Linked DNA regions of Sus scrofa: all the other regions are linked to region 3. A link is a contact called in public Hi-C and HiChIP or PLAC-seq data. All regions are on one chromosome and are shown on one strand. The core of a region is the stretch at or near the end of the contact, and the rest is flanking DNA. Distances in the headings are between cores, read along the strand shown.

Region 1 (2,700 bases), core at 136-2,635, 450 kb after region 3:
GCGGAAACAAACCCAACTAGTATCCATGAGGATGTGGGTTTGATCCCTGGCGTTGTTCAGTGGGTTAAGGATCCGGCATTGCCGTGAGCAGTGGTGTAGGTTGCAGACGCTGCTCAGATCCCGTATTGCTGTAGTGTAGGCCAGCAGCTACAGCTCCAATTGGACCCCTAGCCTGGGAAATTCCATGTGCCACAGGTGTGGCCCTAAAAAGAAAAAAAAAAAAAAAAAAAAAAAAAAAGGGCTGAATCACTTTGCCATACACCTGAAACTAATAAAATTTTGTCAATTAACTATACTACAATTTTTTTAAGTGATTAAAAAAATAAACAAAAAGGGAAGGGCCCTCGATGCGCATTCAGGAACATTGGTTCACACACAAGAATTCATAAAGCACCTATGAGGTGCCACCCTGGCCCTGAGAAAGCAATGATGATCCAGGCAGACAACCTCTGCCCTCCAGAGACCCACCATCCAAAGGGAGAAGCAGGCAATCAGCGTGTCATTAGAGTCAAGTGTGGCATTAGGTCAGAGGGGCTTCTAAATGAGGCAACATTTACATAGGTCTGAAGGATGAGTCAGAGTTAGCCAAGTAAAAAGGGGGTTGGAAAAGTGTTTGAACAAATGGGAACAGCATGCTAAGGGCTCAGAGGTGAGAGAGAGCATGATTGGTAGGAGGGAAATGAAGGATTCAGTGTGATGGAGCTCTTGGGGTACCAGGTGGTGGTGGGTTGGGGGTGTGGTGGTGGTGAAGAACCTCAGGAGGCAGACTTAGGAATGTGGACCTTCTCCTGAGGGCAATGGGAAGCCATGGAGTGTCTTAAGCAGGTAGCGACTTGCTCAGATTTACATGTGGGAGACTTCAGAGATAGAGATGAGAAACACCCATTCACAACCCAGAGAGACCCAGGATTAATCAGTCACCCAAGGCGAGACCCCCCTCCACCCTCCTGCAGCTCCCTTGACAGGTGAGGTGGGTCAACATGGCTTGCACCCCTGCAGGGACTGAGAACTCACTACCTCTGGAGACAGGTCCATGATTTAGCAGGCTCCGTGAGAGCGCCACAGGCCTGCTCTGGGAATCCGGTCAGGGCACTGGGATACCTGAGGGCATTTAACTCAGCGCGAGGTGGGTCGGGCGGCAGCACGGCGGCGCGGATAATAGCCCGGCAGCTGGCGCTGAAAGGCTCCCGAGCCACCTACGGGGGAGACTGGCTCGTTGCGTGCGAGCGCTCCGGATGCCACCTGGTAAGGCTGTCGGCAGGATGCTGAAGAAATAAATCTGTTCCTGAAGATGCGCCGCCCCCCTCCCCACCGCGACAGCACCGCACTCCCTCCCACCACCACTCCTGCCTCTTCCGGGAGCGGCTGAACCTGCCCCGCAGCGCCACCGTGTGGGCGACGCGGGTCAGGACAGCAGGAGGTCGGTCAGCTTCTGGTACTAAGCGCTGGGTGAAGAGCCCACATTCTATAAGGCCTTTCAGGGCTGCAAGCCACACCAGGTCCTATTCTCATTACATTTAAAAAATGTATTTCTTCAGAATGGAAATATATTTGTGGATTATTATTTGTATTTATTTAAGTAATACATGATTACTGAAAAAAAAATGAACTCTGTAGACTTCATATAAAGCAGAAACTGAGTTTCCTCCCCACATTCAAACCCCCCCCAGCCCCAGACATCCACTGATTGCGTTTTGGCAAATAGACTTCTAGATTTTTCTCTATAGAGAAAACATATGTATATATTTCTATTTGTCTCACTTATTTTGTTTCCTTTTCTTTATTTTTAATATACATATACATGTATGCAAATGAGATCATATTACATGTGCCTGTTTTATTACTTGCTTTGGTTTATTTTATTTTTGGTCACATTTGTGGCACCTGGAAGTTCCCCATCCAGGAATCAAATCCAAGCCGCAGCTGTAAACTATGCCACAGCTTAACCCACTATGCCGCAGTGGGAATTCCCCACTTGCATTGTTTTTAAAATTTTTTTTGTTAACTATAGAGATAAAAGAATATTTATCTAACGTACGTACAGTATATGAATCAAATTGAAACAAACCCTGCGTGACCATCACCCAATTTAAGAATATTTGGAGTTTCCATCGTGGCGCAGCAGAAATGAATCTGACTAGGAAAAATGAAGTTGCAGGTTCGATCCCTGGCCTTGCTCAGTGGGTAGAGGATCCGTCATTGCAGTGAGCTGTGGTGTAGGTCACAGACACAGCTCAGATTCTGCATTGCTTCGGCTGTGGTGTAGACAGACCTGCAGCTGTAGCTCCGATTTGACCCCTAGCCTGGGAACCTCCATATGCCTCGGGAGCGGCCCAAGAAATGGCAAAAAGACAAAAAAAAAAAAAAAAAAAAAAAAAAAAGAAAGAAAGAAAAATTTCTCTCCTTTCTCATCCCACTCTGGATTGATTCGTGTGTGTGTGTGTGTGTGTGTGCGCGCACGCGCTTTTTAGGGCTACACACGAGGTGTGTGGACGTTCTTAGGCTAGGAGTCCAATTGGAGATGCAGCTGCCAGCCTACGCCACAGCCACAGCAACGCTGTGGGAATAAGACCACATCTGTGACCACAGCTCATGCAAACCCTGATACTTAACCCACTGAGCGGATTGAACCTGTGTCCTCATGGAAACTGGTTGGGTTCGTTACCACTGAACTCCTGATTTGGTATCTTTTATTAACCC
Region 2 (2,700 bases), core at 126-2,625, 370 kb after region 3:
ATAAATGAATGGATGAATAAATGCCTTTGCTTTGCTGTGTGCCTTGGAGCAAGTCCCCTCCTGTTCATAGGCCCCGCTTCCCCTCCCGTAAAATGGAGTCACCTGGGCGGTCTTTCCGAAGGCTCGCAAACTGACGCTCAGAGCCTCTGCGCCCAGTCCAGAACATAAGCAGGAGCCACAGCAGGTGTTAGAGCCACAGCAGGTGTGCCAGAGCCAGGGTTTCTCTCACTTACTGGCTTTTCCTAGAGATCCCACCCAGCCCATAGCTGGCATCCTAAGGCTGTGTAAGTGAGAATTAAATGCAGCTTCTGCAACCTGTCACCCCTCGACTCCCCTTGAGAGCGAGAACAATGCCGGCCCTGCCCCCACCCTAGGAACAGCATTTTGTGCCAGCGGGGAGGAGGAAGGGCTGGGGCCCTAGAATGTCTGGCCTGCTCAAACAGGAAGTAGCTGAAAGTTTGGGGTCAAGGAAAATAAGTTCAAGGTCATTCTGGAAATCAGTGCCCCATTCCCCCTCATGGCTAGGACTTGCCCCTCTCCCCAGGTGGGGCTCTCTTGGTGATTAATGATTAATACAGACAGACAGATGGGGTGTAGAGAGGGGATGGTCCAGGACTACAGGCAAAGGCCGAAGAGGAAGTAAAATTCACCCAGCCTCTTGGGACATGAGGAGCTCACCACTGAACTGGCCCCCTGCAGTCAATGAGTCTGAAAATAAACATACTTCCCACCACTACACTTGCGGAAGATTTTAGGGATCTGGTGATCAGTCCACTCTCAACTCATGGCTCAGAGGGCTTGGGACGTCCCCGGGGTCACCCAGACACCCCCAGGTACTCCTTCAGTTCCCAGCAACAGATGAAGCTGTAACAGGCACAGTGAGGAGGAGCCAGCAGGAGAGCTGGGGCTGGAGTCTGGGCTTCAGCCCCACCCCCATGTGCCGCCTGGCCAAAAGGCCAGGACTGGGGGAAAGGGGGTAACCTCCGGCCGGCCTTTATTAAAAGGCCCAGAGGACACATGTGGAGGAGCCTTGAGTTGACACCCTGTTCCACTGAAAGCCTTGGGGAGGCAGCCTCGGTTTACAGAGGACACGACACAGCCCCTCTGATGCGGAGACCTTCTCTTCCCCTCTGCCCCAGGCAAGGTCGCTTCGGAATTTTTTGGGCTTGCTTTCTCTGACCTCGTGTTTCTGGTGCCCTCCTGGTGCGTGCTCTCTCTCTCACCCCCACCCCCACCCCCACCCCCTGATACAGCCTCCTGTCCCCTGCCTTTCCACTCAAGCCCTGCCATGGGCTCCTTCCAGGCCCTGCGGACCAGGCCTACAGAGCAACCTGGAGCCCTCAGGAGGCTCTGGCTGGTGCTGCCCTCTGCTGGGCTGCCGAGCCCTGGAAGAAATCCTTGGCCCTGGCCCAGCCCAGGACTTCAGGCCTCCCAGAACGTGGTATGGCCCAGGGTCCCAATCTGCTGAGTGATTAGACAAGCCTTCCCTACCCCCTCTGAGCCTCGTTCCCACCGGTGCAAAGAGGGTGGTGCAGAACCTCAGTTCTCAGACTTGAAGGCACTTCAGTCCCCGGGGAGCGGGTTAAAAGGCAGATGCTCAGGCCCACCCAGGAGAGTCTGATTTAGCTGGACTGGAAAGAGCTCAGCAATCCTCATTTTAACCAGCAGGGGGTGGGCTGACTCTGCCCACACTGGCCCACCTACTGCCCTTTCTCAGGCCACCCCTCACCCCTACCCCCTCCGGCTCTATACGGAGGCTTCTGGGACCCCAGCCCCTGACAGCATTACCAGCCGTGTACACACCGCAGCCTGCTGCCCTTCCCGGCCCCTGTGTGTGGCAGGCAGGCAGGGATTCCCAACCTCCCAGGACAGACAGGCAAACTGAGGATCAGAACAGAGGACACCCCGTCTGCCCACGGTCCCGGTCCCGCAGAGAAGTGCCCAGTTTCCACCTCCCTCTCCAGGCTCCCAGATGCGGTCTTGATTCCGGGCCTAGCAGGTCAGCTCAGGCCAGGCAGCAGCCCTGACTCCCCCGATCCCTGTGTCCTCTGACCTCACCAGGTCCTGGGCTGATTAAAATATCCCCTTACAGCCCCGATCCTCCTGGTGTCTGCTTACAGGTCAGAAGGGACGCGGTCCCATCAGAGGCAACACTGCCAGCTTGGAGCTCTGGCCATTCTAAGAAGCTGGATGCTGCCGGCCAAATGTGATTAGAGAACCTTTGCCCAAAGTGTTTGCAAAGACCCGCCTGGAGAAACCCAGGCCCAGAGAGGGGAGAGCCTTGCTCAAAGCCCCATGGGACACAGTTCTTAAGCCCATTACAGTAACTTACTCTCTGTGGGGCAATATTAATTCAGCAAGCCCTTATCTCAGTCCTAAGAGGTGGAACTGTTGCTCTCCCATTTTACAGGTACAGAAAGTTGCCAGGACTGGCTCATGCAGCATGGCTCCTGATGGTGACCCGATGCTGTCACTCTCTCCTCTTACCTGGCCCCCAGTAATTCACCTGCCAACCCCTTGCCGGATGCCAAGAAGACAGAGCTATTTGTAAAAAGTGGACCTGTAGCAATGGGGGGGTAGGCTTGGCTTCTAGTCCAGTGTGGGTGGTGGGCAGCGGTTGCTGCCCCAGCCCCTCCCCCACCTCACGTCTCAGCACTCCCCACACCTACCCTCCTCAGCTACACTGGTCCCCAGCACCCC
Region 3 (2,700 bases), core at 25-2,524:
CATTAGAAAGCGGACACTTAGAGGCAGGACCAGAGAGAACCGGTCCCAGCTGGAGCCTTTGGAAGCTTAGGGTGAAGGGCTAGTTGCAACGTGGAGGCCACCGGGGGTCAACCCGGGGGATTGTGTGGTCACATCTGTTCGACAGTGACAGCTATTCCAGGAGTATCATGTGGGCCCGCGTGCACGGCCAAACCACAGAGGCCTGGCATGGCGCGGGTGCAGGGTGGAAGGCTGGGGCGGTGGCTTTGCAGCTTGTCTCACTGTGGACGGGTGGCTTGGGGTGCCCATGGGGGTGGAAACCAGGGGCCCACGCTGTGGGGGCTAGAAGGCCAATGGGGCGGGAGCCACTGGTTTGGACAGATCACATCCGGCAAAGGGAACCACAGCCCTGTGACCGTTTCCTACCGCTTGACCACACTAAGTGCTGCCAGGCCTGGGGTCAGGAGAGGAGCAGGGGCCAGAACTGACCCCACCCCACTCCTGGGAGAAGCCTGTCCTCTTCCCAGCCGGGTGACCTTGGGCATGTTTCCTCACCACCCTGAGCCTGTTTCTTTCTCTCTGAATCACCTCTACTCTCTTCCCTACCTGCCTTCTTTGGAGTAAAGTGATGAGGGTGAAAAGGTATAAAGCCTTAGATGACTGAAATCCATTTTACCGTGCATCTCAGAGTCAAAGAGATTGAAGTCCTTGGAGTTCTCTCCTGCTTTCTCTATTCTTAGCACTTGTGAAAACACTTGTTTGTTTGGATCTCAAACACGTGAACTTGGAACCCGAAGATTGAGGGACAGCATGTGCTTCTGCCATCGACTCGCTGTGTGATCTTGTCTTAGTCTTGTCTGTGCCTCGGTCTCCTCGCCTACCCCACAGGTTTGTGAACTAATTCACATGAGACAAAGATGAGGAAGGGCTTTGCACACGCTACTGTTGTACACATATGTAACAGATTAATTCCTTGTCACGGACGCCCCTTTTGCTTGTAGCCTGGGCCTGGCCCAGACGGCAGCCTTCCAGGACATAAACTCTAGCCAACAAAATTACATTTATCTTAAAACATGTGACTGTGACCCCTTTCCAATCACAGCCACAATAACTACTTGGGAAATTGTGATGGCCCGGAGCAGGGGCTGGCGCGGCTCGTCTGTGGGCAAGTTTCCTGTAATCTGTTGCCTAGGAACGTGGCTGCCCTGTCATTCCGGCCTGTCCCCCTGTCATTGCCCAGGCAGCCCCCAGCAACATATCCCCCGTCCGTCTTCTTGAGGGCAGTTCTGTGACCCTGGCTTAAACAGCCAGGTCCATCTGGTGTTGATGATTCATGTGGCAGAAATGCACACGCAGAGCAACGGTTTCCAGATCAACCTTCGTGAACATTCTACCCCAATTTCATTGCTCGGTTTCTCTCGTCCTCTAGCTCTGAGTCTACTTCTCTCCTTGACCATGATCCTTTCCCTCCGGTGTCTGGAGGAGGCACCTCCTCGAAATGCTTCTCCTCTTCCTTCTTTGCTCTTTTGACCTCCCCCTCCCCGTCAGCCCCAGACATTCCCCAGGAAAAAGGTGACGGAGCAGTGAGTGCTTATGCACCAGCCTGGGTTTTGTTCCTGGATGTCCTGGGTTTGCACTAACCCTGGTTCCTCCTTCCAGCAACTCCAGCTGGGGAGCTTGGCAAGTTAGCCTTTTCCTGCCTCAGTTTCCTTTTCTGAAGAGAGAGATAATATTTGTACCTGCCTCCCAGAGTCATTCACAGATGGAGTGAGAAAAGCCGCGTGGAACATCTGGCCCAGGACCCAGCACGTAGCAGTCTCTCAATAAAAGGTCATTATTATGACATTATGTGTTATCTGTGACAACAGTCCTTCTCTGACTTCCCGTCGTGACTCAGCGGAAGCAAATCTGACTAGTAGTATCCATGAGGACGCAGGTTTGATCCCTGGCCTCCCTCAGTGGGTTAAGGATCTGGCATTGCTGTGAGCTGTGGTGTAGGTCACAGATAAGGCTCGGATCTGGCACTGCTGTGGCTGTGGCCTAGGCCAGAGGCTATGGCTCTGATTCAACTCCTAGCCTGGGAACCTCCATAAGCTGAGGGTGTGGCCCTAAAAAGACAAACAAATCTTTCTCAAATGGGTCTATGAAGCAGTGTCTTGAACTAATGGGAAAACCATGAACTAGTAACATTTACAATGTCATGGAACACCGGTGTTCCAAGGAGCACAGTTGGAGAGACAAGTCCTGGCACTGGATGCCTCCCAGCCTCGCCCCAGCCTTGCTTCTGCATCCTTCCTGAGCCCCGAGGGCCTGCCAAACAGAGCTGATTTCCTGCCTCTTGTACGTAAGTTGTGTTTCCCCAATTCTGCCCTCTGCTCTGTCTTGGCTTGCCAGGCTCTCTCCTCATCTCACTCTTGTTTGCAGTTCAATGCCTTCTGACAAGGTGCTGCTCAAATCCTACCTTCTCTGTAAAGCCTTCCTTGACCACTTCTGACATCTAAGCTTTTTTCCTTCTAGATGTGTTTGCTGGTCACCCACTGGGACAAGCCTTGAGCTAGCTGTGGAGCCTGTGGTTATGGATAAGAGGCAGCCCTACCCCTAAGAGGTGTAAAGTGTAGTGGGGAAGCCTGGCACGTGGGCATTACCCTTCCATGTAATGAATGCTGCCCAGGGGTGGGGGTGGGGGCAAGTACAGGATGCTGGGAGAGCACAGAAAAAGGA
Region 4 (2,700 bases), core at 92-2,591, 430 kb after region 3:
CATAAGGATGGGGCAAAGTGTCTTTGCTTCCTAAACACCAGGAACTCCTGTGTCAGCTGCTCCCTCCTGCTCCCACCAAAAGCCCCTCTCTTTAGGGGACACTCACTCCTCCCCCGGAGCCCTCTCCAGCTCTGCCTGGCCCATTTCCAGCCACAGGGACTGCCCTGCCCCCATCCCCAGGCCTCACCCCCTGGCCTTGTGCAGCCAGCTGCTCAGGCTTGGGAGCATCAGCGACTTAAGCCCCTCCCTGTCCGGCCTCATTGTTCTTTATTGACTCTTTTTCCTGATTTCGCCTCTTCCCAGAGTCCCATGGGGCAAGAAGTGGGGCTCCACCACTGGTCCACTGGCCCAGCTGGGGAGGTCAGAGGGACCGGCGAGGCCAGTCAGCAGGAAGGATTGTGGACTGGCGGCCAGGATACCCAGGGGAAGCCCAGAGTGGTGGGCAGAAGTCTGGGAGTCCTGGGTTTGAATCATGGGCACCCCACTAGGTGCCCTTCTAAGCCTTGGGCCCTTCTAAGTCTCAATTGTCTCATCTGAGCAGTGGGGCTGTTCCTGCCTCTGGGAGGAGCCAGTGACTCCACGGGGAACACTTAACACAAGGCCGGGCATGTAGTAAGAGCTCAGTAAGTGGGGTCCCCGCTCTGCCTCTCTGGCCCAATTCCCTCACCTGTGAAAGGACCTCGGGTTGAGGGTGTGGCTTCTCCTGTTCCTTCTGTCCCCTGAGGCCCAGCCAGCTGGTCCAGGCAGGGCCCTAGAGCAACATGGAAAGAATCTGGATTTAGCCTCCCTTCCCCCTCCCAGGTAGGCAAGGCTGCTGTCATTAGCTCGGTTTCACAGGCAGAGAAACTGAGGTTTGCTGTTGAGTTAGCCAAGTGGCAGGGCCAGGACGAGGTCACAGGCTCTTGTTCTTGAGAGGTACAGCAGGCTTGAACAGCATCCATCCTCCCTGATCCAGCCACACGGACACACAGCAAAGGGCCTGGGGGCCACTGGTTCAAAGCATGGGCTCTGGGGTGAGGCAAACCGACAGGATTCTCGGCTCTGCCATTCATTCACTGTGTGACTTTGGGTAAGTCACTCAGCCTCTCTGAACTTGTTTCCTCATCTCAAACAGGAGGATGAGAACAGCCGCCTCACCGGGTGGGGGAAAGGGGAAGCCAGATGATGCATGTAAAGCACGTGGCTGGCCACATAGCTGCTGTTTTATGGTTATTTTCCACTTGCAACCAGCGGAGGCAAACCGCTTATGACATCTTCAAATTCCCCCTCTCACGAGGGAAGGGCCAGGGCGTGGTGACATCAGGCCCGCTGACAACTTCCAGCCCAAAATAGCCCTCTCTTTAGACTGACCCTCCTGTTACAGCAGCTTCTGCACTCGCTGTCCCCAGGTGAGCTGACAAGCTCAGCGGTGCCTCCTGCCCCATCGAGTTCGGCCTCTGAACGGTTCCAACAAATGCTCCTAGGGAGACAGAATTTTAGGTGGCAGCTTTGGCACATGGCTGGCTCTCAGAAGGTGCAACCAAACCAAGCCCCTGGGCTCGGTAGCCACCTGGGTTAAATCACTGACCTCGCCGGAAGGTCTCGATGTCACTTACCTTCCTGGAGCCTCAGTTTCCTCATCTGGAAAATGGAGCCATGACAGCAGCCTACCAGGTTTGTTGTGAAGATTCAAGTAGGCAATGAACATGAAGGACCTTGCCCAGGGCCTGGCCTGCAGAAGGGACTCAATAAATACCACTAGTTGTTATACCTGCAGCACCTGGAAGTTTACAAAATCACCTCCATCTGCCTCCCTACAGGGCCCCCAGCTGGAGCCAATGTCCCTTGCTGCTTATCAAGAAACTGAAGGTTCTGAGCTGCCTGTGCCGCTCCCAGAATTTCCAAAGCAACCAGCCCCTTCCAGAGCTTTTATCCTGGCCCAGCTCCCTCGTCTACGAATCATGAACTCCCCCCAACAGGTGTCCAGCCTCCCATGGTTTCATCGCATCGTTCCTCCGAGACCCCAGCCGACCCCTGCAGGCAAGGCAGGGCTGAGTCTGCCCATTTATTGGACAAAGAAGCTGAGTCTGAGTGAGGAGTGGGGATGTGGTCCAGGCCGCTGGATGGCAGAGGGAGCCCGGATGAGGCTCAGGCCGCAGAGAGGGAAAAGGGTGCCAAGTGCTGAGTCGGATTTAGAATCTTAGATGGCCAGAGCTGGAACATTCGGGAGTGTGGAGTGCAGGGGCCTCAGCGGACAGCTAAGGAAATAGAAGCCCAGAGGGGAGAAGGTTGCCCGAGGGCTCAGGGCAAGTTAAGGGCAGGATCTGGCTGGTGCCACTCGCCATGCACTCATTCACTCATTCATTCATCCAGTGAATGTGTATTGAGTCTCTTCTCAGGGCCAGAGGCTGGCAGGACCTGGAGATGTGGCAGCAAATAAGACAGAGCCCCTGCCTTCTAGGATCTCACAGTCTTGAGTGGGAGTCAGGTCAGGGACGGGGGATCCTCTTGTCCCCTTCCTCACAATCGCAGGCACACAGGAAGGAGGTGCTTCTCCGGGCTGGACTTTCCAAGCAGCTCTGAAGGGCACAGTCAGATCTTGTCTGGCCTTCACCCCAATCTATACAGAGGAAAACTGAGGCCCCTTCAGGAAGAACTCTGCTAGGGTTAGGGCACAGTCTCCAAACTCCCTCCTCCTTGCCTTTCTGCCCCTGATGGCTG
Region 5 (2,700 bases), core at 133-2,632, 330 kb after region 3:
GTACACCCATTCAGTCTCTCCTCAGTCTTCACCTCAGGGCCCTCCCTGGCACCCTTGGATTGGGCCAGATCTCCCTGTAGAGCTACTGCAGTCGTAGTTATGCAAGGATTTGTTTCATGCCTCCCTCCCCCACAGGAGTGTGGGGGTCCCTGGGGTCCCTGGTGTTAGACACCTAGCAGGTACTCCATAAATACTTCCTGAATGAGTGAACAAATATTTATTATACAAAAAAAAAAAAAAAAAAAAAACAGGAGAAAGGCAGAGAATGTTCTCTGGGAGGATTTTCAGGAATTCCACTTGGGCTCAATCTCGGTGGGCTTACCAGAGGAGGCAGCTTTTGAGGGCATAATGGAAATACTGAAGGTGAGGCAGCGTGTGGGCTTGCGAGATTATCTGGGGCAGGGCAGCCATATACAGGCATTCCAGGCAGAATTACACCTCAAGCAACGGTGTGGAAGTAGGAGAGCAGGAGTGTGGTTGCCTGGGAGGGCCCCGGGGTGCTCACAGGCCCCTCCAATGTCCAAGTTACACACCCGAGTCCAGGCTCATAGCACAGGCCATAAGACCCTCTCCCCAAGGCAGTGGACACCCAGGGCAAGAGGGCCCCTTAGGAACCCTGAGGGTCTAGAGGAGGGAGGAGGGGGCCGCAGTTGGGAAGCAGGTGGGGGTGTGAAGGTGGGAGGGGGAAATCAGGACATCAGAGAGACCCTCCTGATTTCTGCCCATGCCCAGGACTGAGTGGCATCAGTGAACAGAAATCAGACACTCATTCCTAAGGTCTCAAGCAGGGATGTGATAATCCAGGGCAGCCAGGCAGTGACTCACTGCCCCATAAATCCTCTGGCTGGCCAACACTTGCCTGAGCATAATAAGCCCACCCCAGAGGTCTGCATGGCCACACACATTTCATCAGCTCTTTTTTCTTTTTCTTTTCTTTTTTTTTTTTTTTTTTTTTTTGCAGGGGGGGGATTCTTTTTAGGGCAGCATCCAGGGCACATGGAAGTTCCCAGGCTAGGAAGGGATTGAACTGGAGCTGCAGCCGCCAGCCTACATCACAGCCACAGCAACCTGGCATCTGAGCCGTGTCTGTGACCTACACCACAGCTCATGGAAACACCGGATCCTTAACCCACTGAGTGAGGCCAGGAATCAAACCCATATCCTCATGGATACTAGTTGGGTTCGTTACCTCTGAGCCACGATGGGAACTCCTTCATCAGCTCTTTAAGCCCCCGTCAGCCCTGACCTAAGAGCAGGGAGTCCAGCTCCCAGGGCTGCCTGACTGCAAACCGACTTAATAGGGAGCTACGCCCCAGCAGCAGGCTCTCGACTTTCTCCCTCGGCCTCCCTCCAGGCCCTGTCTCTGTGCCAGGCCAGTCTTCCAGGGGTGACTCACTGCTTATTCCCCACCAGATCGTCCCTGTCCTGTGCTCCGTGCACTCTGTGTGAGTAAACGCTCTCAAAAGAAGCTGCCTGGCAGAAGGGCAAGAACACCACGCACAGATTCCAGAAATCTGAGTTCGAGGCCCAGCTCTGTCATTAACAATAATGAGGAGTTCCCATCGTGGCACAGCAGAAATGAACCCAACTAGGAACCATGAGGCTTCAGATTCAATCCCTGCCTCACTCAGTGGGTTAAGGATCCGGTGTTGCCGTGAGCTGTGGTGTAGGTCACAGAAGTGGCTCGGATCCTGCGTTGCTGTGGCTCTGGCATAGGCCAGCAGCTGTTGCTCTGATTTGACCCCTAGCCTGGGAACCTCCATAAGCCGTGGGTGCAGCCCTACAACACAAAAAATTAAAATTAAAATAAAAAAAGAAAACAAAAATGAGAGCTATTCCAATGCATTAAAAAGGGTAAGCCAGATGTATTTGTTAAGCTCTAAGCTTCAGCACTTTAGTAGTGCTTTACATGACTTATCTTGTTTAATTCTTATAATCCGATGTGCAGGTGAGAGATTGGAGGCTCAGAGATGTTAAGCTACTTGCACAAGGCCACACAGCCAGGAAGTGGCAGAGCTAGGGTCAACCCCGGTAGTCTGCACCAGAGCCAAACCCTTCCATGATTCCATCACCGCACTGTGAGACGCCGAGCGAGCACATAGCCTCTCTGGGACTCAGTTTCCCCATCTGCACAATGAGCGGATTGGGCTAGCTGATCTTTAAGCCCCTTTCCAGCTTGGGCATACCATCCTTCTCCTCCCTGGTGACCTGCTTGCAGGTGACAACAAGGAGACCCTCTGGAGACAGCTGGCCTGGAGGAAGGATGCTAATGGGGGGACTTCAGGCCCTGTGCTGGGCTGTAGGGAGCTTCTATTAGGCCAGCTTGGCCCGCCCTCCCAGGGCAGCAAGGCAGGGACGAGAAGCTATAGGGTTTCTCCCTAGACCAAGAGCCACCAGAAAGTACCAGGACCCCAGGGTGCTCCAGCCCCAGAAACCAGTGAACACTAGTGGGAGGGAGAGGCCAGAGGCGGGCAGCAGCCCCTAAATCCACCTGAATGAACAGTGCTTTTAAAAGCCCTTTTCACTACAGGATACAAAACGCACATTTGGGGAGAGGATTTTATAGGCTATTTCTCCTCCAGGGTGATTTACCATTGGCAGGCCAGGCTCTCCTGGGTGTCCTGCCCCTGCAGGATCATGGGAACCCATGGGGTGGAGTCAAGGTCAATTTCAAGGCAAGACTGTGGTGGTCCACGGGCT

What was found. Hi-C and Micro-C count contacts between places; a contact is called where the count stands out from the background. HiChIP or PLAC-seq counts read pairs in DNA pulled down with a chosen protein or histone mark.
Region 1: a contact with region 3 is called in a Hi-C map of retroperitoneal adipose tissue, with 4 times the contacts expected there. The contact joins two enhancer-like sites. A contact is called at or near these places in 24 of 47 Hi-C or Micro-C datasets (alveolar macrophages, brain, embryonic fibroblasts and 14 more) and 2 of 2 datasets of contacts at active chromatin or transcription factors (alveolar macrophages and skeletal muscle).
Region 2: a contact with region 3 is called in a Hi-C map of skeletal muscle, with 2.6 times the contacts expected there. The contact joins two enhancer-like sites. A contact is called at or near these places in 7 of 47 Hi-C or Micro-C datasets (embryonic fibroblasts, liver, psoas muscle and 2 more) and 1 of 2 datasets of contacts at active chromatin or transcription factors (skeletal muscle).
Region 4: an H3K27ac HiChIP or PLAC-seq map of skeletal muscle shows a contact between it and region 3. The contact joins two enhancer-like sites. A contact is called at or near these places in 9 of 47 Hi-C or Micro-C datasets (alveolar macrophages, embryonic fibroblasts, fetal heart ventricle and 6 more) and 2 of 2 datasets of contacts at active chromatin or transcription factors (alveolar macrophages and skeletal muscle).
Region 5: a contact with region 3 is called in a Hi-C map of skeletal muscle, with 4 times the contacts expected there. The contact joins two enhancer-like sites. A contact is called at or near these places in 1 of 5 promoter capture datasets (liver), 20 of 47 Hi-C or Micro-C datasets (alveolar macrophages, brain, embryonic fibroblasts and 10 more) and 1 of 2 datasets of contacts at active chromatin or transcription factors (skeletal muscle).

What each region holds. Positions count from the first base shown.
Region 1 is chr1:261,646,061-261,648,760 of Sscrofa11.1, reverse strand. No RefSeq gene overlaps it. Among named protein-coding and RNA genes, the nearest start is that of GGTA1P, 59 kb to the right of the region's middle. Within about 2 kb of position 1,385, at least 15 of the 83 cell types and tissues checked have an H3K27ac peak or open chromatin away from gene starts, as enhancers often do. A contact at or near this core is called in retroperitoneal adipose tissue, where this site is marked.
Region 2 is chr1:261,721,951-261,724,650 of Sscrofa11.1, reverse strand. No RefSeq gene overlaps it. Among named protein-coding and RNA genes, the nearest start is that of DAB2IP, 9.0 kb to the left of the region's middle. Within about 2 kb of position 1,375, at least 25 of the 83 cell types and tissues checked have an H3K27ac peak or open chromatin away from gene starts, as enhancers often do. A contact at or near this core is called in retroperitoneal adipose tissue and skeletal muscle, where this site is marked.
Region 3 is chr1:262,092,920-262,095,619 of Sscrofa11.1, reverse strand. All of the region lies in intron 5 of TTLL11 (tubulin polyglutamylase TTLL11), which reads left to right. Among named protein-coding and RNA genes, the nearest start is that of TTLL11, 110 kb to the left of the region's middle. Within about 2 kb of position 1,274, at least 13 of the 83 cell types and tissues checked have an H3K27ac peak or open chromatin away from gene starts, as enhancers often do. A contact at or near this core is called in retroperitoneal adipose tissue and skeletal muscle, where this site is marked.
Region 4 is chr1:261,663,157-261,665,856 of Sscrofa11.1, reverse strand. LOC110256217 (a long non-coding RNA gene) reads right to left here. Exons shown (of 3, transcript XR_002337474.1): 2 at 1,596-2,700; 3 at 1-1,459. Among named protein-coding and RNA genes, the nearest start is that of DAB2IP, 68 kb to the left of the region's middle. Within about 2 kb of position 1,341, at least 15 of the 83 cell types and tissues checked have an H3K27ac peak or open chromatin away from gene starts, as enhancers often do. A contact at or near this core is called in skeletal muscle, where this site is marked.
Region 5 is chr1:261,767,088-261,769,787 of Sscrofa11.1, reverse strand. All of the region lies in intron 2 of DAB2IP (disabled homolog 2-interacting protein), which reads right to left. Among named protein-coding and RNA genes, the nearest start is that of DAB2IP, 36 kb to the right of the region's middle. Within about 2 kb of position 1,382, at least 4 of the 83 cell types and tissues checked have an H3K27ac peak or open chromatin away from gene starts, as enhancers often do. A contact at or near this core is called in skeletal muscle, where this site is marked.